4 separate regions of the Mus musculus genome follow, and regions 2, 3 and 4 are each linked to region 1. Evidence: chromatin contacts called from public ChIA-PET and HiChIP or PLAC-seq data. All regions are on one chromosome and are shown on one strand. The core of a region is the stretch at or near the end of the contact, and the rest is flanking DNA. Distances in the headings are between cores, read along the strand shown. Region 1 has its middle 12 kb from the start of Gm51292. Region 2 overlaps Babam2 (BRISC and BRCA1 A complex member 2). Region 3 overlaps Babam2 (BRISC and BRCA1 A complex member 2). Region 4 overlaps Babam2 (BRISC and BRCA1 A complex member 2).

The links. ChIA-PET counts read pairs in DNA pulled down with a chosen protein or histone mark. HiChIP or PLAC-seq counts read pairs in DNA pulled down with a chosen protein or histone mark.
Region 2: a contact with region 1 is called in a BATF HiChIP or PLAC-seq map of CD8 T cells, with 9 read pairs. The contact joins two enhancer-like sites. A contact is called at or near these places in 1 of 15 datasets of contacts at CTCF or cohesin (large pre-B cells), 1 of 484 Hi-C or Micro-C datasets (Th1 cells), 4 of 115 datasets of contacts at active chromatin or transcription factors (CD8 T cells, differentiating embryonic stem cells, embryonic stem cells and 1 more) and 2 of 9 other capture datasets (adipose tissue and liver).
Region 3: a contact with region 1 is called in an RNA polymerase II ChIA-PET map of memory CD8 T cells, with 9 read pairs. The contact joins two enhancer-like sites. A contact is called at or near these places in 1 of 484 Hi-C or Micro-C datasets (the G1E-ER4 cell line) and 2 of 115 datasets of contacts at active chromatin or transcription factors (memory CD8 T cells and microglia).
Region 4: an RNA polymerase II ChIA-PET map of memory CD8 T cells shows a contact between it and region 1, with 51 read pairs. The contact joins two enhancer-like sites. A contact is called at or near these places in 1 of 15 datasets of contacts at CTCF or cohesin (the NIH/3T3 cell line) and 2 of 115 datasets of contacts at active chromatin or transcription factors (VIP interneurons and memory CD8 T cells).

The regions. Positions count from the first base shown.
Region 1 is chr5:32,101,618-32,107,520 of GRCm38.p6, forward strand. No RefSeq gene overlaps it. Among named protein-coding and RNA genes, the nearest start is that of Gm51292, 12 kb to the left of the region's middle. Within about 2 kb of position 2,669, at least 91 of the 459 cell types and tissues checked have an H3K27ac peak or open chromatin away from gene starts, as enhancers often do. A contact at or near this core is called in CD8 T cells, Th1 cells and memory CD8 T cells, where this site is marked.
Region 2 is chr5:31,710,742-31,716,644 of GRCm38.p6, forward strand. All of the region lies in intron 2 of Babam2 (BRISC and BRCA1 A complex member 2), which reads left to right. Among named protein-coding and RNA genes, the nearest start is that of Babam2, 16 kb to the left of the region's middle. Within about 2 kb of position 2,915, at least 70 of the 459 cell types and tissues checked have an H3K27ac peak or open chromatin away from gene starts, as enhancers often do. A contact at or near this core is called in CD8 T cells and Th1 cells, where this site is marked.
Region 3 is chr5:31,763,439-31,769,341 of GRCm38.p6, forward strand. The region is part of intron 3 of Babam2 (BRISC and BRCA1 A complex member 2); the gene reads left to right. Among named protein-coding and RNA genes, the nearest start is that of Babam2, 68 kb to the left of the region's middle. Within about 2 kb of position 3,508, at least 113 of the 459 cell types and tissues checked have an H3K27ac peak or open chromatin away from gene starts, as enhancers often do. A contact at or near this core is called in memory CD8 T cells, where this site is marked.
Region 4 is chr5:31,828,592-31,834,494 of GRCm38.p6, forward strand. It overlaps Babam2 (BRISC and BRCA1 A complex member 2), which reads left to right. Exons shown (of 12, transcript NM_144541.1): 6 at 2,494-2,568. Among named protein-coding and RNA genes, the nearest start is that of Babam2, 130 kb to the left of the region's middle. Within about 2 kb of position 3,165, at least 38 of the 459 cell types and tissues checked have an H3K27ac peak or open chromatin away from gene starts, as enhancers often do. A contact at or near this core is called in memory CD8 T cells, where this site is marked.

The sequences.
Region 1 (5,903 bases), core at 1,419-3,918:
TTCTTAAGGACCCATGTGACTGTCCTCACTCCCTCCCTAGAAGTACCTGGGCCCAGGACTACCCTAGATATGAAGAAGACTGTATTGGCCCCAGGCCAAGAAAATTCTCACAGAGCAACAATGGCACCCCAGCCGGTACAAGTGAATGCCCCCATATTCATCCATCCACTCACTCACTGGTCCCTTTTCTCCTCCCTTCCAGCCCTCTGTCAGATTCACCTATCTCAGCCCCATCTCCTCTCAACAGCGTTTTTCTAAGTTACTATCCTCTCCCCACACCCGGTGGCCATCCAGGCTGCCCCTCAGTCTGCCTCACACTGCCTGTCCTTCCCGAGTCTACACCAGATCGCAGTAAGAACGCTATGCATAGCAAGTGGGTACTTGATGTTCAGAGCTGCTGAGCTAAACACACCAGGTTTCTGCCTGTGGCCTTCTAGGTGTGAACACTAAAGCCCAAAGCGGGTATGGCTCCACCAGACATTGTGCTTACAGACAATACAGGGATGTGCCATCTGGACATTGGTGGCTGACCCTAACCATCCTGGTGATCTACAAAGGTCACTGTGACTGTGACCTTTAAACAGTGCTTGTGAAGACCATGTCTCTGTCACCCAAGCCCAGTCCTTTGTAGAGATGACAGTGGTAACCTGGGGGTGGGGAGAGAGCCTGGCTCCTCTCAAGTTCCGGAGCTAGCGACTGCAGTGGGATGCCTGGGCCACTAGACAACAAAGAGAAATCTCCAGAACTGATCAGTTACCATGGCAGGGAACAGAGCAGGAGTCTCTGAAAGACCCAAGAGGCAAGCCTGCTTCTCCTGAGCGCCCCTTCTCCAGAATCCCCAGTCCCAGCCCAAGTGGGAAGGTATTCCAGTTTATACTTCAATCTCCACCCACTTGCTTAATGAAGAAAAGGGCTTTCTCGTGCCCCCCCCCAGGCCCTTAGCTGCCACACACAGCTTGAGCAGGCCCCACGGGGCCTCAAAACCCCAGCAATTTGATTTTCCCAGGCCCCTCCTACCCCTAAGCAGCTTCTCAGTCACGAATCAGCCTGTGCGGCCAGCTCCGAGCCTGGGCCTCTTGCCAAGGGTGTTAGGAGGGAGAGCTGGGTTTCTGCACTGTCCCCTGGGCTCTTGCTCAGGCATCACTGCCCTTGCCAATGTCTCTTCTTCACCTCCAAGTCACCCCTGGGTCTCATGGTCCAGCTCAGGGTCCTGCCTGTCTTCATTGTGAGGCCACAGAGGCAATTAAATGAACCCCAACTGCTGTTGGTGGTGGTACCGAAGACTGACTGGTGAGAGGAGACACTGGCTGGAGATGGGTCAGAGAGCTATCAAGGATGTTTGTGGGCAGCAGGGGCCACTTCTGAATGGCTCCTGACATCCAACAATGGCTTGAGACAGCACCCTGGGAGTCTGGCCCTACAGCCAGTCAACAATGTGGATGTGCCTGCTCCAGATGAGTTGTAGAATCCTCGCCAAGGATGGAGCCACCCTGCCTGGTTTCCTCCCAGGCTGTCCTGGAGACCACCCACATGGACTCTATCTGCTTGGCTTAAGCTAAACCCACTGTCTCCAAGTTGTACAGGTCTTCTTCTCTGGACTGCTAAGCCCCAACAGCTGACCATGGCACGCATCAGGGCCACAGGGAGAGAGGCAGGAGAATAAATTGGAGCAGAAGATACTGACACAGCTCCCGCTTGGACTGGCTCCCGTGAACACTGGCCTCTGAAAGAAGGCCTGCCAGAACTGAGGCCTAGCGCTGCTTTGACCTGCTCTGACCTGTGTCTCCCTGGATCATCTGTCGCAATGGTAACATATCACCAGCATCAAGAGTTCCACTCCTAGCTAGTAGCTCAAGCTGAGCCCATGCCTCCCCCTCCCCCTGCTCTCCAGTCTACATCCCACCTACCATCCCACCCAGGTCCTATCCAGAGCTCTGGATCTCCTGCATTCTGCCCTTCACACATGCACACATCTTTCTGGAATACGCCTCCTTTTGCATATTCTGAGTCCCTGGTCCCTTGTGGTCAGGACCTGATTCCAATCCTAGTTGGCTAGTTTCTGACAGCTGAAGCCTTATTAAAGAGGAGAAATAAAGGCCAATTATTGGATTGCTCTGAGAATGAGCTGTGCATGACTTGATGACTTGGTGAGTCTGGGGCTGGTCACACTGGGATATTCAGCAAGGAGAGTGATCATGTACAGATGTTACCATGGCAGTGGTCACTGCTCCTGTCATTATCTCTGAACAGATGCAGTTCTCTGGAGACTTGGGAAAGGGAGGCTGAGAGCTGTACTCTCCAGACTTAGGTGTCTTCCAGTCTCTTTCTGTAGGAGGTGGCCAAAGGCCCAGGACCCTACCCCCAGAACCCTGAGGTGGCCAAGGGTAACACTCCAGCTCTTCAGGTTAGGACTCTGGGTGCTGATGCCCCCATGAAGGTTTCTCATGGGCATGTCGAACCCTCATGTTTAGAGCATCCTATGCTAACCTTCTACAAACTAGGGGCCAGGCAGCCTTCCCTTCGGGCATTCCAGATCACCTGCATCAGGGCGGAGTCTGAGGATCCTTTTCCTTATCCCACAGCCCCAAATGTCTTCTCTGAACCTTCCACCCTGAGTCAGAGATGGCATTGCTTCCCCGAAGCCAGCTGAAACTTTGAGCTCTTGGCCTCTTCTGGTTCATCTAGAGGAAGGGAAATGATGTCATGAGGTAAACCGCAAGGCTGGGTGCTCTGGTGAGCTTTGCTTTTCAGCAAAAGTCATTTTGTTGAAATACAGAAGGCACAGAGAGTCTGTGTCCTTCTGGTTAGAGGCAGGCAGGGACGGCAACTAGATTTTTAACATGAAACTCTGAGGAGGAAGGTGTTCCCAGACGTGCTAGCCGCAGAGGCCAGGCTCGGCAGACAAATGGATGGTGTGGGATCTTTGGTTTTCTGTGTGGCAAGTCACCTGCCAAGCAGGGATGCCTAGGGGATGCAGTATGTACAAGTTCCCCAGTGGACCTCTGTAGAATTCAAGATCATGTTTGCCATGGCGTAAGAGGGGTGACAAGAATGACAAACTGGACAACACACGCTGTCAATGACTCTTGCCATCTCTCCATGACCTCCTGAGATGGGACCCCACGCACCAGTGAGCAGCAGGAGGCTGGTGGCTCCCCGGTCTGGGCTTTCAACTCTCCACAAAAAGCTTATTTGGCACCAGGCTGCAGGTGACAGCTTGAGTCCTGTGTGACTGGCTCCCACTTTGAGCTCCAGTTCCCATCTGCTACCTGTCCCCCAAGAGAAGTCTGCTGCCCTTGGCAAACCTGGCCTTTTTAACCTTCAAATGCTCTGCCTCATGGGTGTATTTCTTCTTGTTAATTCTTTACTTTTATAAGATAAACAGCCTGTGGTAAAATCCTCCAATATTAGAGCATGAAGGACTATCTAGACCCCATACCCAAGTCCTGCCCCTTACTGATAGCTGGAGCCACAGAAAGAAAAGGATGTAGCCAGGACCACATAGCAAGAGAAGACAGGGCTCTTCCATTGCTGTGGGGTCTCCCTCCCCATCACCGCTACTAGCTTCTTGTCCATCTCTTTAGTCCGTGTCCTTACTTCCTGTCCTTAGTCTGTGTCCTTACTCCATCTCTTTACTCCATGTCCTTAGTTCAACTCTTTACTCCATCTCCTTATTCCATCTCCTTACTCCATCTCCTTACTCCGTTTCCTTACTCCATCACCTTACTCCGTTTCCTTACTCCATCACCTTACTCCGTTTCCTTACTCCATCTCCTTACTCCATCTCCTTACTCCATCACCTTACTCCGTTTCCTTACTCCATCACCTTACTCCATCTCCTTACTCCATCACCTTACTCCATTTCCTTACTCCATGTCCTTATTCCATCTCCTTAGCCCATGTCTCCTTACTCCATGTCCTTATTAATCTCCATACTCCACCTCCTTACTCCATTTCCTTAATCTATTGTGCTAATGATACAATGGCATAGACTGCGTATGTTATAAAGAAGATGTAAATTCAGGCTCATGCTCTGGTCTAAGACCACAGGGCCACATCTAAGGATGGCTTTGTTGCAGAAGAATCTTGAAGTAGCACAGGACACCACATGGTAAGAGACCTAGGAAAAAATGGCTGATATAGGCATAGTGGAGCAGTGGTTCTCAACCTGTGGACCATTGACCCCTTTGGAGGTCAAAATACCTTTCACAGGGGTTGCCTAAGACTATTAGGGACATTTACACTACAATTCATAACAGTAACAAAACTACAGTTATGAAGTAGCAACAAAAATAATTTTATGGTTGGGGGTCAGCACAACATGAGGAAGTGCCTTAAAGGGTCACAGCTTTAGGAAGGTTGAGAAGCACTGATCAAGAGATAACCCATTGGTCACATGGATGGCTCATGAGAGGAGATCCCTAGTTCCCTCTTAAAGGTCCTATCTGGACCCACCTTAAACTGCCTTATAAAGCAATTTAAATTTCAACATGAGTTTGAGAAGAACAAACCACATTCAAACGGCAGCACAATCCTACCATGAAGTTTCCATCAATCATCCCTAAGATACAACCAGCTCTGGGAAGAGGGCAAGCCTGGGCTGTGGAGCATTGTGAGGGATGAGATGGAGCTGGGTCACAGTCCTCAGAGCCAGAGGTCATGGTCAGAAGGACACGTATTGTCCTTTCCCAAGACCAGGACCTTAGGAGAATTAGTTATAATTAACCGTAACTCCAAACCAATGGTTCACTGGGTTAGGGCCCCAGTGATGGTTTGCTGACTGTGGTCCAGGGTGACACAAAGTCCTGAAGGAAAAGTCAAACCATCTAGATGCTCCACAACTTCTTTTCCTGAAACTTGGATTAGGACACACCCTTATGCCTGGTTGCTGAGACTTTAGAAATGAGTGAGGGGTGGTAGAAAGGGCTGACAGAGAGGCAAAGTTGTTACAAGGCCTGGGATTTTCTGTTCTGCTCCCTGGCTTCTGCATCTTTGGTTGTAAAATGAAAAGTCAGCTGGCCGCTGGCACATTCCCAGCTCTGAGGACCAGGCTGTGCCCCAGCTATTTTGGGGCAAAGGTCAGGGTGATTGAAGGCAGGCACAGGGGTGAGGTGTGTACCCTCTCCTTACTCCAAGATCCTCTAGAATAAGCTTGGAGCCTGACTTCCCATCTCTCCATGACCAGACTGCCAGCAACTCACAGTTTGCTTCATCTGCAAGGAGAGGCATGGGGTGTCTAAGCTGAAAGGCCTCCCAAATCTGATCTCACTAACTGTTCCTTATATGCAGCGAGTGGGGCCAAGAGAGGACAGCGAGTTTATCCAAGGCCACAGGCAAAGCCAGAGCCCAGGACTCTTCCCACCACATCAGCTGCTTCATGTTTGTGCCTGAACAAAACACTCTCAGGGGAAAGCTGGAAGCAGCAGGACTGGGATGATGTCTTCCTTACCATCTCTATCAACACTAACGCCATCATCACCACCGTCAGCCCTGCCTCTTCAGCACTAGCACAGTACCCCAGGCGCATCACTGTCTCATCATTCATTCATTCATTCATTCATTCATTCATTCATCCTCAGAGGCTGCCGAGACTGCCAATGAGAAGCAAGCTGCCTGGCTCTCGTGCTAACTGGTTGTATGACCTTGAGTGAGCTCTTTTTCCATCTGCTTTAGCTCTTTGAGTGTGAACAGGATACCAGCATGTTCCTCAGGTTGCTGTTAGGAGGCTTAAGTAAGTCACTCCTCTAAAATGCTCAGAACAGTGCTTCTCACCTACTTTGTACCTAGGCAATGCTACCATTCATTCGCCCACTTGGCTCTGCTGTTTTAAAGATGTAAAATATTTCACATTGACAGCCTGTAAAAGAGCACATGAGCCTAGGACCGAAGCAGGGGATGTTGGG
Region 2 (5,903 bases), core at 1,665-4,164, 390 kb before region 1:
TGTGTGGAGGTTGGGATGGGGAAAAGGACGAAGGGCAGTAAGTAGTTTAATGTGGAAGAAAAGAGTTCAAGAGAGTCTAGTCAAGGCCCGACTCACATGTTCAAGGTAATGATAAAAGCATACTGCTGTTGCCCTTTTGCCGTTTGTATATCCAATCTGTACAATTTAAAAATACCCATTTTTATCTTATGTATTTGGCTGTATCTGTGGAAAGTGCACATGTCTATGCCTGATGCACATGGGGCTCAGAGGAGGGTGTCAGGTCCCTTGGAACTGGAGTTACAGGTGGTTGTCATCCTCCACGTGGTCCCCAGCAAGAGCAGAAAGTGCTCTTAATCACTGGGACATTTCTCCAGCTCTTTATTCTTCATGTAGGCACACATACAGTTCTGTGCCTTCCTCCGTGTCTGTGTGGGGTTGTCAGCTAGAAGAGGTCATCTGATCTCCCATATCTGGAGTAACCAGTGGTTGTGAGCCAGCAGAGGTGGGTGCTGAGAACCAAACGTAGGTCTCCTGTAAGAGCTATATATGCTCTTAACCACGGAGGTGCCCCTGCAGGCCCATTCTGAACTATTTTAAGACAATACTTGATAAATAATTTTTATTTTGTTTGCCTCTGTGATTAGAAGATAGGTGAGAGCCTTTTGATTGGTTCATGTTTATAGGGAAATGACTGTGTTTTAAGGCTCCAACTTAGTTATTCTATGCTCTCACTTTATTTGTATAGAAAGGTGGAATACCATCTATCTCTCTATCTATTTATTATGTATGCCTGTGGTGGTCAAAGGACAACTTGCAGGATTCTCCTTTCACCATGTAGGTCATGAGTTTTGAACTTAGGTTGTTAGGCTTGGTGGCAAGTGCCTTTACCTACTCGGCCATCTTACTGGCCCTAGATTAGCTCTCCATTTTAGTTTCCAAGTTGCTTGGATAATCTTGATTTTTATGCCATGCTGCCTGAAGAATGATTTTATAACCTTCCCTTTCAGGGACACATTTCCTGAGTAATTTGGTTATCTTTCTCATGGCATGTCATGAAAATGAAATTTATCCTAGTGACCTTGCTGCTCTTGACTTTTTGTTTTCTGAAAAGGTTTTTATCTCAACTTTTACTCATCAATTTATGGAAAGCAAGTCTTGAATCAATTTGACATTTTGGAGGCCATTTTCATCTTTTAAATCCTCAATGATTTTTTTTTTCATCTCTGGACTTTTAGATGTTTTAATTTAAAAGTATTATTTTTAGTGGTTCACTTAATTATTAAAATACAGGTACAGTTTGATCCTTGTACAACCTCTTAATGTGGGAAAAATATATGTAACATAAAATCTGTTGTTTTATAATGTATAGTCCACCCAAATGTGAAGGTGGTGTACTTGTGGCCAGCCCTTTTTAAGGTTTGCAAACTCAAGTACCCATGAGAAAGTAACTCCCTGGTCTTCCCTTCACTCAACCAGTGACAAATGGCATTTACTTTGTCTCTATGAGTTTAACTATTTTAGGTAGTAAGTAAGTAGAGTCATAGAGTTATTTATCTTTTTGTGAATAGCTTATTTCACTTTGCATGGTATATTCAAGGTTAATCCATATTGTAGTATGTGTCAGAAATTTTTTCCATTTTAATGTTGAGTAGTATTTCTCTCTCTCTCTCTCTTTCTGTGGTGTGTTTCTGCAACTTCACGTGTATATATCATATTGTGTACTTTTTCCAGTGATGTCTATTGTACGCATTTCTTGGCTGCTGTGAACAGTGATGCTGTTGGTAAAGATGTCCAACTCTCTAAGCTTGTTTTCTAGGACTTGCTGGATTGTACAGCAATTCTGTGCTTAGTTTTACCGACTCACCATATAATTTTGTATAATATGGTCTGTAGAAAGGTAACTTGGGACACTATTTTACAATATTGATAATATCATTTGATGCACAAAATTCTTACCTTGTTGAAATCCAAGGTACTTAGTATATATTCTTCACTTTGTTAAGTTGACTTTTGTGAAGTTGAACTCTCTTCTCTAGCCTCCTTCACCTGTAATTTTTTCTTTAAAGGTTAGAAAAGGGTCTGGGGAAATGGCTTACTTGGTAAAGTGCTTGCCACACAAATCATGAAATGCAAGTGTGGATTCCCTAGCACACACATAAAATCCAGGAGTGGGAGCACACATCTGTAACCCCAGAGCTAGCAGGCAGGCATTTGGGGAGCAGAGATAGGCAGATCTCTGGAACTTATTGACAAGTCAGCCTAGCCAAATTGTTGAGCTTCAGGTTCTGCAAGAGACCCTGTCTCAAAAAAACAAGGTAGAGAGTCACAGAGGAAGACCTGTGACATTGACCTCTGGCCTTCATGTGTGCATGTGGGCACATGAACGGGAACATGCACACCCACTCATGCATTAACCTACTTGAATACACACACACACACACACACACACACACACACACACACACACCTAGAAGAAACTGTATTGAAATTGGGCCTTTCCTAGTACTGCCTTCCCTTCCATTCCTCAGTGCACCTGCTTCCTCCAGAGTAAAAACCTTTTAATGGAGAGTTAGTGATTATATTGTTATGATTATGGAGGTAGGGTATATGATTAGCTCATGCCAAGTTATTGGTTAACTCAAGCAGGGCTAGATCTAGCAGTAAGGACAATGGTATAAGCTGCTGTGAATAATGCTGTCTTTGTAATAGGAATGCTTTGATGGCTATAGTGTAATCTTTACATAGTAGTCTTTCCTTATCTGAAGTTTCGCTTTCTGTAGTTTCAGTTATTTGCAGCCACCCACGATCCAAAAATACTAGTATTTCTTGAAACTCTAAATAGAAAGCAGCCTTGTTCACATGGCTTTTATGATTGTGTATAGTTACAGTTGTTCCATCTCATTCTTGGTCATGGTTAGTTTCTTACAGTCTCTACTTTGTAAACTGAACTTCTGTAGGAAAAAACCCCCAGTATCCATAGACTTTAATAGTGTTGGGTTATTGCTGAAGGCACCACACACATTGATTACTGGACATGGAGAAATAAAGTTTGTACTGACCACGAAGCTTCCTTCCTGCTGGCTTAGCTTTCATGGTACTAGAAGGTTCTGTGTAGGCTGCTGGGGGAAAATCAGCAGCAGCCTAAGCCTTGAACACTGAGCTGCAGTGATGCCTGGAGTGGCAGGATATGCCTGTGGGTACAGTAGTGGCTTGGTTATTCTGGGGCTGCACTTTCTGATGGGGTTAAGGCCCTCTCCATGAGCATGAGAGGAAGTGCATGCCTGGTACTGTAATCTTGCCAAGGACCTGGGTCTGGTGGGGGGTTCACCTTCCCCAGGGGTGAGCCCATTAGTGCTGTTCTCCTAAGTGGACGTGGTATTTACTGCTCTCACCTCTACCTCTATAGATAATAGAGTACAGCTCTCAGGATCCAGCAGAGAGGCGTCTTTGCAGCACGTGGTGGTTAACATCGAAACTCAACACTGGTCAAAGTGCAGAGAGTGTTAGTGGAGGACTCAGTCACAAACGGAATATCTGTGTTTCCCTCCCTCTAAAAGGAGAAAGGTGATTAGAGCCAGAAGTCAGGGAGGGCCAGAGCAAAACAGTATTGTCTGGACATGGGAGGGCCTCTGTGCTTAGGAACTTACAATAGCTGTGGTTACTTGTATAAGATCAGCAAGACATTAAGCCGACGAATATTCTAGCGTGGAGAGGAAACAGCTCTTGAGCCTTTCTTTTCTAACTAAGGAACTATTGACATGGTGGCTTCTGGGTGTGAGATAGTCAGTTTCCTTTAAGGATGTGGCCCTTGGTGAGCCAACCATGCTTCAGTGGATGGCTTCATACCTGTGACTATATGGATGGCACAATTTATACTCAGTGGACTTAAATGAAGATGACGGGAAGTTGGGAGTAGGGTCAAGGGGTTGAGGGGATAGGGAGAAGAGCAGGAAGTGAATATGATCAAAAGAACATTTTATAAAATTCTCAAAGAACGAAAAAATATTATATTAAAGCTTCAGATAACAATAAAAAAATGATGCTGAGGGTTTCCACTGGGATGTGTGGGATGTGTATGCCTTGGATTGCATCCTCAGGATGAGTTCTAGTTACTTCTTTCATTTCGTCTCCTGCCTTCCTGCCTGATTGCCTTCTTGTGGGAATGTTGAGAGAATTTCATTATGTAGCCCAGGTTGGTTCCAGACTCACACAAACCGTGCTGTTTTAGTCTCTTGAGAGCTAGTATTACAGGTGTGAGCCATCGTACCTGCTGTTAGTGTTGTTTTTATTGAAGACTTTTAGCCCCCCCGGGGACGATGCCTGTTTTGTTTTACACTGCACACCTTTAACTGGCACAAAGTAGTTACTCAGTAAGTAGTTGTTGATGCTCTTGGAAACTGTGTTCTGATTGCAATAACTTCATACCAACGACTTGTATGTACTGTCCAGGTTTCCAAAGACTCAAGCTAAAATACTGTTGATTGTATCTGAATGCCAAGAAGGCAGAGCCAGTCTATAGAATAAAAGACAGAATAATTGTGTCTTTGTAGAAAAGTTCTCTCTTATATATGTGTAAGTGTATATGTTTTCATATGTATGTCTGAGTGCACGGAGAAAGCTTATTAAGAAAGATACATATTAAGTTTCATCACAGTAGTTAAGTCTAGAAAGGAAGAGAGGGGGTAATTGGAGTTTCATTTTTATTATATATTTTTTTACAGTGAAAACATTTTTTTGTATAGTTTGTAGAGCAAAAATGAGTATGTTTAAAACAAGCATATTCTGCTGTGGGAATTAAAAGACAGTAGAAGAGGAAGTTTTGGGTAGAAGAAATAGTCTAGGGGAGTCCTGAAGCTCAAAGGAAAGCCTTTGGCATTGGACACCGGGAGTCCATACAGGAACACACACTTTATGTTAAAGGAATGATGAGCTGTGAGGAACACCCATGGCAAGAACATTAATTTTACTATGAGTTGGCAGCAGATGCTGACCAAGGCCAGCAGTGAGCGCTCAGTTGTTAGTGACTGTGGTTTTTTCCATGAAGAGAATTTAGTGCTATGAGTAGCATAAATCTCTTTTCCTTAGGCTGATTTTTGCTCCCAGTAAATCTCTGTAGAATCTTAATCCCCCTCTTTAAAACATTTAAACACAGGAGGACGTAAGTCTCCAAGAGGTTATGAAACTCTTTGAAGGTTACTTAGCTGATAAGTGGTCGAGGCCTGGACTGGAGCCCAGGTCTTCTCTACCAAATGCCATGTCCTTTTTTTCCAAGAAAAAATTGGCCAAGAAATCACTAATGTGATGCACTGTTGACTGTTTTTCACCATCTCCATTTAGGAGGCCTGTATTGGTATGGACACTTAAAGAAAACCTAGTAACTGGTTAAAATTCAAATAGGATGACTTCAGAGTGGGCTGGGGAGCTGGCTCAGTGCTCCCCACTGAGGAACCGGCCATCAAACCCGAGGGCCTGAGTTTACCCACCTGATGAAAGGAGAGATCTGACCCCCTCAAGTGGTCCTCTGACCACATGCCCCGCTAAAGGAAATGTAAAAAAGAAATGTCCCAGAAAAAGTAGCTGGCTAAAAAAAAGTTTTTTAGGCAACAGTTTACTGCATTTGGGCTAAATCTGAGCAATGGGTAATTTGACAAAAATTTGTAGATGTCTAAACATTAAGCAGTATTGGGCAAGGAATTGAGTTTTATTGTTGGAACTAAGGGAGAAATCAAATAAGTTTATGTATGCTGTTGTTTACATTTTGATCTTAATTACCAGTTTTCATTATACAACTTTCTAAATAGAAAGCATAAAAGATATTGCAAGTATTAGCTAAAGGTATGATATAGGTATTATTAGCATTGCAGAATTATTTCTTATAACATAACATTATGGTACCTGGTTTGGGGGTAATGGTTTATCAG
Region 3 (5,903 bases), core at 2,258-4,757, 340 kb before region 1:
TGTCTATAGAGCAAGTTCTAGACCATATCTCGTAATAAATAACTAATCCTATCTCAAAGAATAAAATAAAATAAAAATGACAGCAAAAAATGACTTACAGGTTTTGGTAGAGATGAAATTATCAAAGATTTTAACTTTAATGTTTGCATTAAAAAGGCACATAGTTTTATGTTATGAAACAGGTAACACTAAAAACAAGTTAAAGTAGAATGTTTCCTTTTCAATTTCCTATTCTTTAACATTCCTTAAGGGAATTGGTTTTGTTAGAACTTGCATGATTCAGCCGGGCGTGGTGGCGCACGCCTTTAATCCCAGCACTCGGGAGGCAGAGGCAGGCGGATTTCTGAGTTCGAGGCCAGCCTGGTCTACAAAGTGAGCTCCAGGAAAGCCAGGGCTATACAGAGAAACCCTGTCTCTAAAAACCAAAAAAAAAAAAAAAAAAAAGAACTTGCATGATTCTAATAATTAACTCAGTGACAGAATTTTAGTTTTTAGAATGGAGAACATTTTGGCATCATCTAATTTACTGTACATGAGAGCTTGTTTCTTAATCATACCCCTGGTAAGTGGTCAGTAAGCTCCTGTCACTAATAGAGACCTTGCTCTCTATGATTCAATATCACGGGTCTCATTCAAACTACATATATGTGTATGTGTATGTGTATGTATGTTTATCCTGAGGACAGAACAATTATGTTTCCTCATCTATGTGATGGCTCTATGGTACTGAAAGGAATAGTTCTCAGAATGTTTGTCTAAATTTGTTACCTGAATCACAATTCCTTTGATAGTAACGATTCTTTTAAGAAACGGAATTTCTAGACTTACTACAGTAAGTGTCTGCATAAAAGAAGTGCGCATAATGGCAGCAGCCCTTTGATGAGAGAAATCCTAGCTACATTATTTAAGGAAAATGGTTTTATGATGAGGTCTGTGATCCACTTGGACTTGAGTTTTGTGCAGAGCTATAGATGTGGATCTCTTTGCATTCTTCTACAGGCAGACATTCAGTTGGTCCAGCACCATTTGTTAAAGATACTTTCTTTTTTTTACCATATATTTTTAGCTTCTTTGTAAAAAAAAAAAAAATCAAGTGTCTATAAGTGTGTGGGTTTACTTATAGGTCTTCAATTTGATTCCATTGTTTAACCTGTATGTTTTTATGCCAATGTCCTGTAGTTTTTATTACAGCTGTTCTGTAGTACAGCCTGAAATTGGGGCTGATGATACCTCCAGAAGTTCTTTTATTGTAAGGATGATTTTAGCTATCCTGAGAGTGGTTTTTTTAATATGAAATTGAGTATTGTTCTTAGAGTAATATATTCTGAAGATGACTGCTTAGTTATTATTATATGGATACTGGCTTAGACTCAAGTTGATGACACAATTTTTATATATATCAAGTAGATTTGTAGCAAATCAAACAATCATGGAAAGTAGTGTTATTTGTTCAATGTTTTTCTGAATGATTTAGATGTATTTAATTCAATATGGAAGACTCAACTTTTGAGGACAGACATTACGATGCATTTCAACTTGTCCTAGTAGTTTAGTATGTTAGACTAGAAACAATGCATGCAATGAATGTAAAGTTGTTTATGTAGTTCTTTGATAAAGGAAAATAAGTTATTAAAAAAGATCTGGGAGAGATGACATGAACCCATACTGAGATGAGACTACTGGAAACACAGTCTTCTTGTGGATTAATAGGAACACTGGGTCCCTTGTGCTACACAACCAAAATAGAACATAATGGTCATACTGTAAAAAGTAACAAGTGTTCTTAAGACTTTAAAGTTTTACTGGTTAGTGTGTGTATATATACACGTATACACAACATACATATATGTATGCATATATACACATACGTAGTAAGGTATATGTGCCTTACAGCTTTTATATAGTGGTAGTGTATATGTTGCAATATGTTGATTGTCTTTAGGTCTCATACTATAGTCACCTTATCGCCTCTTTCTGCCCTCTTTCATCCTCCTCCTGTCTTTATCCTTCTCCACTTTTTGTTCTTTCCCCTTTGTTTTCAGTTTATTTATAAAGAAACTGGATTGTTCGTTCTATAATTTCCTATAGGCTGAACTTGGATTGCTTCATTCTGTGTGTCATCATATTCTGTATGAACTGGTAATTTTCTCTAGAGGCTTATTTAAGTTAAAGTTTATTTTTCCCAAAAGAAAATTTCTTAAGGTAGCATATTTTCCTATCAAGATCTCTATAATGTTTGGTTGTCAATGTCTTTTGGTGCCAAGGATTAAATTGGGACTTTATATATGTTAAACACACATGGTACTGTTGTGCAAGCCCAAGTTTTATATTCAGCCTTTAATGGTCTTTGTTTAAATCATTAATTTGTTAAAAGTTACAATAAGGAAGTGGAGACAGGAGAATTACAACTTTGAGGCTAGTCTGAGCACATAGTACGTTACTATTATATGCACATAACAAGTATAAGCACATAAAAGACCCACTTTCCAGTCTCAAGAAGTTCAGAAGTTATTCTAGTAATATCTCTTATTAGCTTACTGGTTGGACTATGTCTTTGTTTACGTTTTATTGCTGTGAAGAGATACCATGACCATGGCAGCTCTTATAAAGCAAAGCATTTAATTGTAGCTGGCTTAGGGTTCAGAGCTTTAGTCTGTTATCTTCATGGAGGGAAGCCTGGTGTCATGCAGGCAGATGTGGTGCTGGAGAGGTAGTTGAGAGTTCTATATCTGGATGACAGGCAGCAGGTAGCAAGAGAGTGACACTGGACCTGGCTTGAATATTAAAAATTTGAATACTTTCTTCAACAAGGCTATATCTGTGCAAGAAGAACATACTTCGTAATAGTGCATAGCACCTGTGGGGGCCATTTTCACTCAAACCATTATGTATTATTTCTCTGAATATAAGATCTTCCTGATAAGTAGTTGGTAATCATGGGTTTAAAAGATTTAGGAAGAACAGTAAAAACACTTAATATTTCTCTTGCTCACTGATTTTCAAATGGCTTTTCTAAAACTATTGATTTTAAAAAGTATCATTAACTCATGACATTTAATATCATTTGTTTTGTTTTTGTTCAACCCACTCACTGTGGTTATTGATGGTTAATTGACCCACCTTGTTGAAGTGACCCCAAAGCCTTAGATTTCTTCATTTCTGGCATGATTAACTGACTCAACTCACCTTGTCCTTTTTCTTCTAGGCCTCAGGCTCGCCTTTTCCCTCCTTCTCTCATTTCTCCCAGGATTAGACCCGCATAGGAGAATCACTATCCTTTCCAAAAATGCCTGGCTCTATTCAGTCAGTAGATGAACCTCTCACCCAGGCTTCAGGCTGTATCTGCCAGGCAAGTTTAATAGCCTAACCCTTTTTTGTTTGTTTGTTTTAAATTTCTCTGTCTGGTCATTTTTTGGATCTTTCCTTTACTTGCCTCTGGGTACAGTGTGCTGCCTTTTCAGTAGTTGTGGGGTAGAAACGGAAGCACCATGTCCTTTATACTGAGTGCTGTTTCCTGTGAGGACACTGAGTGAGTAAAACCAGCTTAGAGGCGATTGTGAAAACTCACACAGGGTTGTGGTGCGATATTAAAGCTTCTGTTTTTCTAAGAGGAACAGATATTTCTTTATCAAGCATCCAGACTTCCTGCTTTAGATTGGATTCTAGAAACAGGAGACCCCAGACAAGGACTTGGGTGTGTGTAATTTGCCTGTGAGATGATTTCTGAAGGAGCAAGAAGTCCTGCTGTTCTACTTGCTTCCTCCCGCTGAGATAACAACACCAGGACCAAAAGCAGCTCAGGGAAAGAAAGGGTTTTTATTTGGTTCACAGTTCATCATGAGGGAAATCAGAACAGGAACTGAAGAAGAAACTCTACAGGAACACTGCATATTTGGCTCACTCACTGCCTTATGCTTAAATAGTTTCCTTGGGTAGGCCAGGAGCACTTGCCTAGGCATGGTGCAGTGACATGGGCTAGCCCCTTCTACATCAGTCATCAATCAAGACAGTCTCACAGACATGGCCATAGGCCAGTGTGATGTGGATAACTCCTCAATAGAGGTTCCTTTTTCCCAGTTGTTTCAAATAGACACTAAGAACTACTAGTACAACTGGGGAAAAGAGGAAAGATGGTAATGGTGGTGGGGGAGAGGAGACATCACTATAGGACGTTTTAGAGAGTAGCTTGTTGGCTGTGGGTGTGTGGCATTCAATTTCATTGGTCACTTCGTAATTGGGTAGGACTTGTCTGGAATTTTCCAGGGTAAAGAAGTTCATGTATCTGTTCTTAAGGCCTTCACTATCAGACAGACAGTCCAGTCTCAGAACACACACACACTCTCTCTCTGTCTCTCTCTCTCTTTCCCTCTGTTCCCCACCCCCACCCCATTAGCTAGTGCATTCTAAACCTGAGAATGTCCTTTGCAGGCTGATGTAGCTGCTTGAGCTGACTGACAGCTCCTTTATCTGACTGCTAGCTCAAAGCAGCAGCTTTTTCTTAAGCAGAAGTTCAGTGAGAGAAGGATGTGATTTTGTTCCCAGGGGACCACTTGACAATGTCAGATTTGATTATTACAAGGGAGGGATGAGAGGAGTTCCTGGTCAGCATGTGGTAGGTGAAGACCAGGGATGCTGCTAAACTTATCACAACATATGACATATCTATCCCCAAATGTCAACTGAGGTGTGACTGAGAAACATTGATGATACATCTGGTGAGTTCATAAATTCTAGATAACACCGTTATCTTTCACTCCCCATATGCATGCATGCATGCATACATACATACATACATAAATATACATATATACACATGTACATACATTTCTACATTTAAATCTGGACTCTGTATCTGAGAGAAAACATGCAATCTTGTGAATCTGGCTTGTTTCACTTAGCAGAATGGCCTATAATTCCATTCAAATTCCTGACAATGTCATAATTTTATTTTCCTTTACAACTGAATACAATTCCATTGTGTATATGTACCATAATTGCCCTATTTGGTCATCTGTTCCTGGATATCTAGACTAGATTCTTTTTTATTTTTTGGTTTTTTGCCTATTGTTGGTAGTACAGGAGAAACATGGATGTGCAAGGAACTCTGGGGTGCTGACAGGTAAGCCCAGAATTGGTATAGCTGAATGGTATGGCAGTGCTAATTTAGTTTTTGGGGGCCCTCTACATTGGTGAATGGTTTCCAGAGTGATGGCTCCAGCCAATGTTCCCACCAGCAGTATGTAAGGGCTCTTCTTCCCCACGTCCTCACCAGCTCTTCCTGCCGTTCGTTTCCTTTGATAGCCGTTCTGCCTGGGGGGAGACAGAATCTTGCAAAGCACTGTGAATTTGCATTTCTCAGTTTCAAAAAATGAAATCTACCTATAAAAAACTGGAACAGTTATACAACAAATATACGTTTTATGTAATTTATTGGTTGTTAACATTTTGCCATTAAAATCTCTGTGCTCACAGATATATGTATTTATAAGCAGATATGAACAGTTATATCTCTCTGTGTTTTCTCACAGAACTGTTTTTGAAATAATCTGAAAATATGTTCAGATTTCACCCCTAAATACTTTAGTCTGTATTTTTCAAAGAAAGAACAGATTTTAACATGAAAAATCTTAGGGCTGGTGTCATCATAAAGAAATTTTAAATAGTTACAGTGGTCTTTCTTTCTTTCTTCTCTGTCATGTTTTTATTTTATTATTTTATTTATACAGGGTCTCACCATATAGGCTAGACTGACATCAAATTCTAGAACTTCTAACCTCAGCTTCCTGAGTGTTGGGATCACGTAGGGCTCAATACCAATCTCTTAGCTCCTTGGAGGTGATCAAACAGTACCAATTGCTATATCTAGTTAATATTCTTTCATCTAGGGTACTTTGTATATCTTA
Region 4 (5,903 bases), core at 1,915-4,414, 270 kb before region 1:
GCTCAATAGGGTATGCCAGCTTTAGAGTCTTCTAGGAGATAAACCTAACACCAGAAGTCTTGGGCTCAATAAAAGGGAAACCAGGCTAGGATCTCACCACTCTTCTCTCAGGAGCCATTTTGAGGTGCTGCAGATCATCCTGTGGCCCTTAAGTATTCGCCCAGTGTGGGGCTGTGAGTAGCTGCTTAGCTTGGAGAATCAGGCTTGTGCCTCACCTTTGACATTCCTGGTGTGCCTGCCTCTTACCTCATCTTTGCTTTGGGGTACTACTCATTTCTCCCTTTTCTGTCACAAGGTTGGACTGGGGACGATGGTGAAATGTGCCGTCATTAGCTAGAGACAGGTGCACGCTGGGAGATGATGTAAGTGCTAAGCAAACGGGGAGCCGGGCGTAGGGCCGCTATCACTACTACCTTTGAGCTTAAGTTTATCTTTATCTTCATTTCTAAAGTTTCCAGTCAGAGTGTTATGAGAACCAGAGCCCTGGAGCCAGTTGTTAATGTGCTTGTAGAAGAGAGTGGTGAGACCCGTGGGGCCATCCGTGAAGGTGTGCACAGCTTATATGTAGCTCATCCATCCATTCCTAAAAATTATTTGGGAATGTTTCTGTGACTAAAGTTATGATTTAGGAGTTTGTTTGGTTGAGTTTTTGAAGGATTGGAAGGTAAAAATGATACTGTGAGTTCTGAGTGATAACAGTATAAAAGGATAGAGAGAGATTAAATATTAAAAATGTTCTCTGAGAAAAATATGTTCTTTATGTATATATAGTAAACATAAATATTGCAATATATAACATTATATACTACATACTTGTATATACTATACAGAAATATACACACACACACACACACACACACACACACACACACACACACAAATATTATATATGCCATTGTCACCTCTCCTCCAACTCCTCCTAGATTCACACCCACTTCCTTACCCTCCCAGCTTTGTGGGTTTTTTCCTCCCACAAATGAAGTCAGTCTGTGCTACTCCTGTGTCCTTGGACGTGTGGCCTTCTGTGAAAGGCAGTGACTTATGGGAGCTATACTTTCCTTCCCAGTATATCTCCCAGCAGCTGTTACTTGTAGACAGTTCCTTGACTAAATGTGGGAACCCATGCCCAGCCCCTCTCTCTATGCTGGGGTTCATCTGGCTTTAGATGGCACAGGCCTTATGCATGCTGTCACAGCTGCTGTGAGTTCCTCTGTGCAGCTGCTTTGCTGTGTCCAGAAGATACAACCTCAGGTTGTCACACTCTTTCTATCTCCCTTTCTGCAATGATCCATGAACCCTAGGAGAAGGGAAGTTACAATATAGGTGTCTGATTTAGGGATGGGTGTTCTATAATCTTTGAATCTCTGTACCTTGACCAGTTGTGGGTCTCTTTGGTACTTACCATCTATTACAAATAGAAGTGCCTCTGATGAGAGACAAGTCATATGTTAGCTAGTATGTGTCTCTAGGCCAAGTGGGCAGGCTAGTGAAAGAACCATTATTGGAAGTAGTTTTAGCATATTTTTTTTATCAAACATGTCATATTGGAGTTCACTGTGTCAAAATTTCAAGCCACGCTAAATGCTTGCAGTGAGAGAGGGTGGGAGACTCCGGGTCTCACATAGCTTTGTTGCCTTTGCTTGCATAGAGGCCTTGGAATCCTGAGATCACTGAATAGTTTGCTTAGAAACAGTGCTTACCTTGAGTGCATGAAGCCCTGAGTATGTTCCCTGGTAAAACACCCTCTCTCTCTCTCTCTCTCTCTCTCTCTCTCTCTCACACACACACACACACACACACACACACACACACACTCACACACTCACACATAAACATACATACACATTCACACACACACACACACACACTCACACATAAACACACATTCATACTCATGCACATATACACACATACACAAAGCAATTAACTGGAGTTATTATTTATAGCTTAAGTGTTTTAAATTTCTAATTACTGAAAATATTAATTGATAATATTTGTGAACTTTCAAGAGATTAGAAACTTTCCTGGGTTTATATTGATGTATTGCTCCACGTTAGAGGAAGTTTGGTCTTTGTATGGACTTGCACACATCCTGTAATGGATGTCAGCATACATGGTGGTAAGTTACAGAGTCAGGACGATGGTATGAATGCTTAGGAAAGCAGATAAGTCTCAGGGGCAAGGTGGTCTCTTCCTATTTCAGTTTTTTTTTTTTGAGAAATAATATCCATTCATGTATTCTTTTCATTTTTTTTAAAAACCCAATACTACTTTAAAATGTTTTCATGCATTAAAATGAAGAGTTCTTTCATTAAAACTGTGCCCCTTTAATAGTTTAAGGATTCTTTTTAATTCTATCCTACTTTCCAACCTTATTTTTCTGTCTTGTGTTAGGAAACCCTAATAGGAGTTGTCTGTATATTGAATTTTTTCTTGGACATAATTGTTACTTATCAATCTGTTGTATATTTTAATCCTTTTTTCTCCTTACAGACTGGTGAATTTTCAGCTCGTTTTCTATTGAAGTTACCAGTAGATTTCAGCAACATTCCCACATACCTTCTCAAGGTAAAACTATGTATTATCAATAAGAGAATGCAAATCAGAATAAAATAAGAGAATACGAATACTGTGATCGTTTAGCTCAATATTTGTATGCCTTGTTTCTTCTTATTTTGTTCCAGATAGTGAATTCTAATAAGATGCTTAGTGCAGGAAAATCCGTTGGAATTGTTTTCTTCAGCTACTGTACTAACCTTAAAAGTTGTTTAGGCGTGAGGTTTTTGTTCAAGGTGATTATACATTAGTAGTGTAAATAAATTACACTTGGGAAAATCAGTTTGATTTAGTAATCTTACTGGGATGGAAGACTCATAGATTTTGTCCAAGGCATTCTACATATTAAAAATGCTTAAAAGGCATTTCAACTTCTTTATGTCAGCAACTGAACTCAGGTACCTTCAAAGTTGGGCTATCTCAGAGATTCATTAAACTAATTAGAACAGTATATATAGCATTTGTTAAAGTGAGATAGAGGCCCAGGGAACAGCTATTTGAAAGAGTTCCTTACATGCTCCATAGAGAAGAGGTAGTCTTCAAAAGACTACTTGTGGCTAGTGAAAGAAACCACATAGATCAGAGAGCAAGTTCTGAAAAGGAAATGCTAAGGCAGAGGCCCAGCCTACTCAGGTGAGGATTTAAGACTTGGCAGGCTGCCCTCAGTTCTTTCAGCCTGTCCTTCTTTAGTTTCAGTCTAATCTTTAAATGTCTCTGCCGTATTGTTTTGTGGTTTCTTTTCTGTGTAGCCCTGGCTGTCCTAGAACTCAATTTGTAGACCTAGCTGGCCAGGAACTCTGATATCCACCTGTCTCTGCCTCCCAAGTTTTAGAATTAAAGGCATGTACCACCACTGCCAGGCTGAAATTTTTGCCTTCTTAATTTGATGTTGTTCCAGAACTGATTGGATTTTAACTGCTGAGGGAAAAGAAATTAGTAATATCAGCCAGACTCTAGTAATGGCTAGAAACTTGCTGTGCTCTTTGAAGAGCATTTGCATTGGGAACTCCTTGGCATGCTGCTTATATTTGGATGTTCTAACACCTAATTCTTAGGTCTGCAACTGTTTCTGTTGGAATACAAATAAAGTTAACTCTTTGAGCTCCTGGGGTTAGCATATGCTTTGTCATGATGATAGCAGGTTGCCTCACTTTGCCCAATAATTAGCTGGTGAAGCAGAACTTGTGAGCACTGAGATAGCATAAGACAGCCTGCTGATTTGCAGCAGTGAGCCTCATTGCATTATGGAAGGTAACTCACCATCTACTCTTAAGTTCATATTACCAATGATAACAAATACACTTACTAATGGAGTTTTTGATGTTAGGATGTGTGATTTAATAAATATTCTATGATATGATTTCACTTTTTATTGTAAGTGGAAATGGCTCTTAACATGATAATATCTAACTTAAAACCCTGAATTTTACTTTGGTTGAGCTAAGTCAAGGGCTTAGATAAATGAATTACTCAAGTAAAAACTCAATCAGTAGAAAAACAGTTTTCTAGCTGCTACTCTTTATTTTCAAGCGCTAGAAATTGAACACAAACTCAGGTAAAGTAAAGGGAAAAATGCACTCTGCTTCTGGAGTCTGTCTGCACAGCAGCACACTAGCCCGCCCTTTCACAGGTTTCAGTTCGTGTGGATTGACCTTCCAAGTCTGTTTCTTTCAGGCTCAGTTCTCTACCCTATTTGATGTGCTTGTAGGGAGAAATTGTGGTCCATAGGACAGTAGAGAGGCCACTAATCATTGAAGTGTGATTATTCATCATAGTATTTCAACAAAGAAAGATTATTTTGTAATTATATACATCTGACCATGTAGTGACAGGCTCTGTGTCTGAATCCATGAATTTAGCCAAACAAAGATGAAATATTTGGAAAAAAATGGACGTCTACTGAGTGTGTACAGGTTCTTTGTTGGAGGAGGGTTATAATTACTCCATAATATGGTTTAGCAGTTATTTGTAAGACTAGATATTTGAAGTCTACGGGAGGATGCACATATATAATAGGCAAAATACTCTATCATTTTATGTCAAAAACCTAATTCTCAGGCAGATTTTGGCATCCATGTGGAGTCATGGAACCAGTCCCACAAAGATAGTCAGGTATGACTTGTCTCTTTCTTGTAAGAAAGAGTCAATCATTAGAAGATACTGCTCTTAAATTTGTTAGAGTGAAAACTGGCTCTACAGTCTTATTTTTACTATTTGTTTTGTGTGAAATACTAACCCTAACAATATAATACTAAAAGTGCATCGTCTTTTTCCTATTGTTTTCCTAAAACCTACACTTTGTAATGAAAGAAAAGATTCTAATTTTCCTACTAAATTTTTTCATTAATTCAATATGAAGTATTCAAATTCCTCCTCTCTCCTGTCTCCAAGAGGATGCTTCCCCACACCAAACCTCCTGCCTCCCTGGGCCTCAAGTCTCTCCAGGATTAGGCACATCTTCTCCCACTGAGGACAGGCCAGGCATTTTCATTTCTGATTTTGTTAATTTGGATACTGTTTCTGTGTATCCAAGATACACAGGCTAAGGGTTTATCTAGCTTGTTGATTTTCTCAAAGAGCCAGCTTTTTTGTTTTTGTTGATTTTTTTTTTTTAATCATTTTCTTTGTTTCCAATTGGTTGATTTCTGGCCTGAGTTTGATTATTTCCTGCCATCTACTCCTCTTGGTTGTGTTTGCTTCTTTTTATTCTAGAACTTTCAGGTGTGCTTTTAAGTTGCTAGTGTAGGATCTCTCCAATTTCTTTCTTTTTTTTTTTTTTTGGTTTTTCGAGACACGGTTTCTCTGTGTAGCTCTGGCTATCCTGGAACTCACTCTGTAGACCAGGCTGGCCTGGAACTCAGAAATCCGCCTGCCTCTGCTTCCCAAGTGCTGGGATTAAAGGCGTGCGCCGCCCGGCCCAATTTTTTTATGAGTGCACTTAGTTCAATGAGTTTTCCTCTTAGCACTGCTTTCATTGTGTCCCATAAGTTTGGCTATGCTGTTTCTTTGTGTTCATTAAATTCTAGAAAGTCTTTAATTTCTTTCTTTATTTTTTTCCTGACCAAGTTATTATTGAGTAGGGAGTTGTTCAGTTTCCATGGGTATGTGAACTTTCTGTTGATTTTGTTACTTTTGAAGTCTAGCCTTAGTCCGTGGTAATCTGATAGAATGAATGGGGTTATTTCAAACTTATTGTATCTGTTGAGGCCTGTTTTGTGACCAATTATATGGTCAATTTTGGAGAAGATGCCATAAGGTGCTGAGAAGAAGGTATATCCTTTTGTTTTAGGGTGAATTGTTCTGTAGATATTTGTTAAATCCACTTGGTTTATAACCTCTATTAGTTT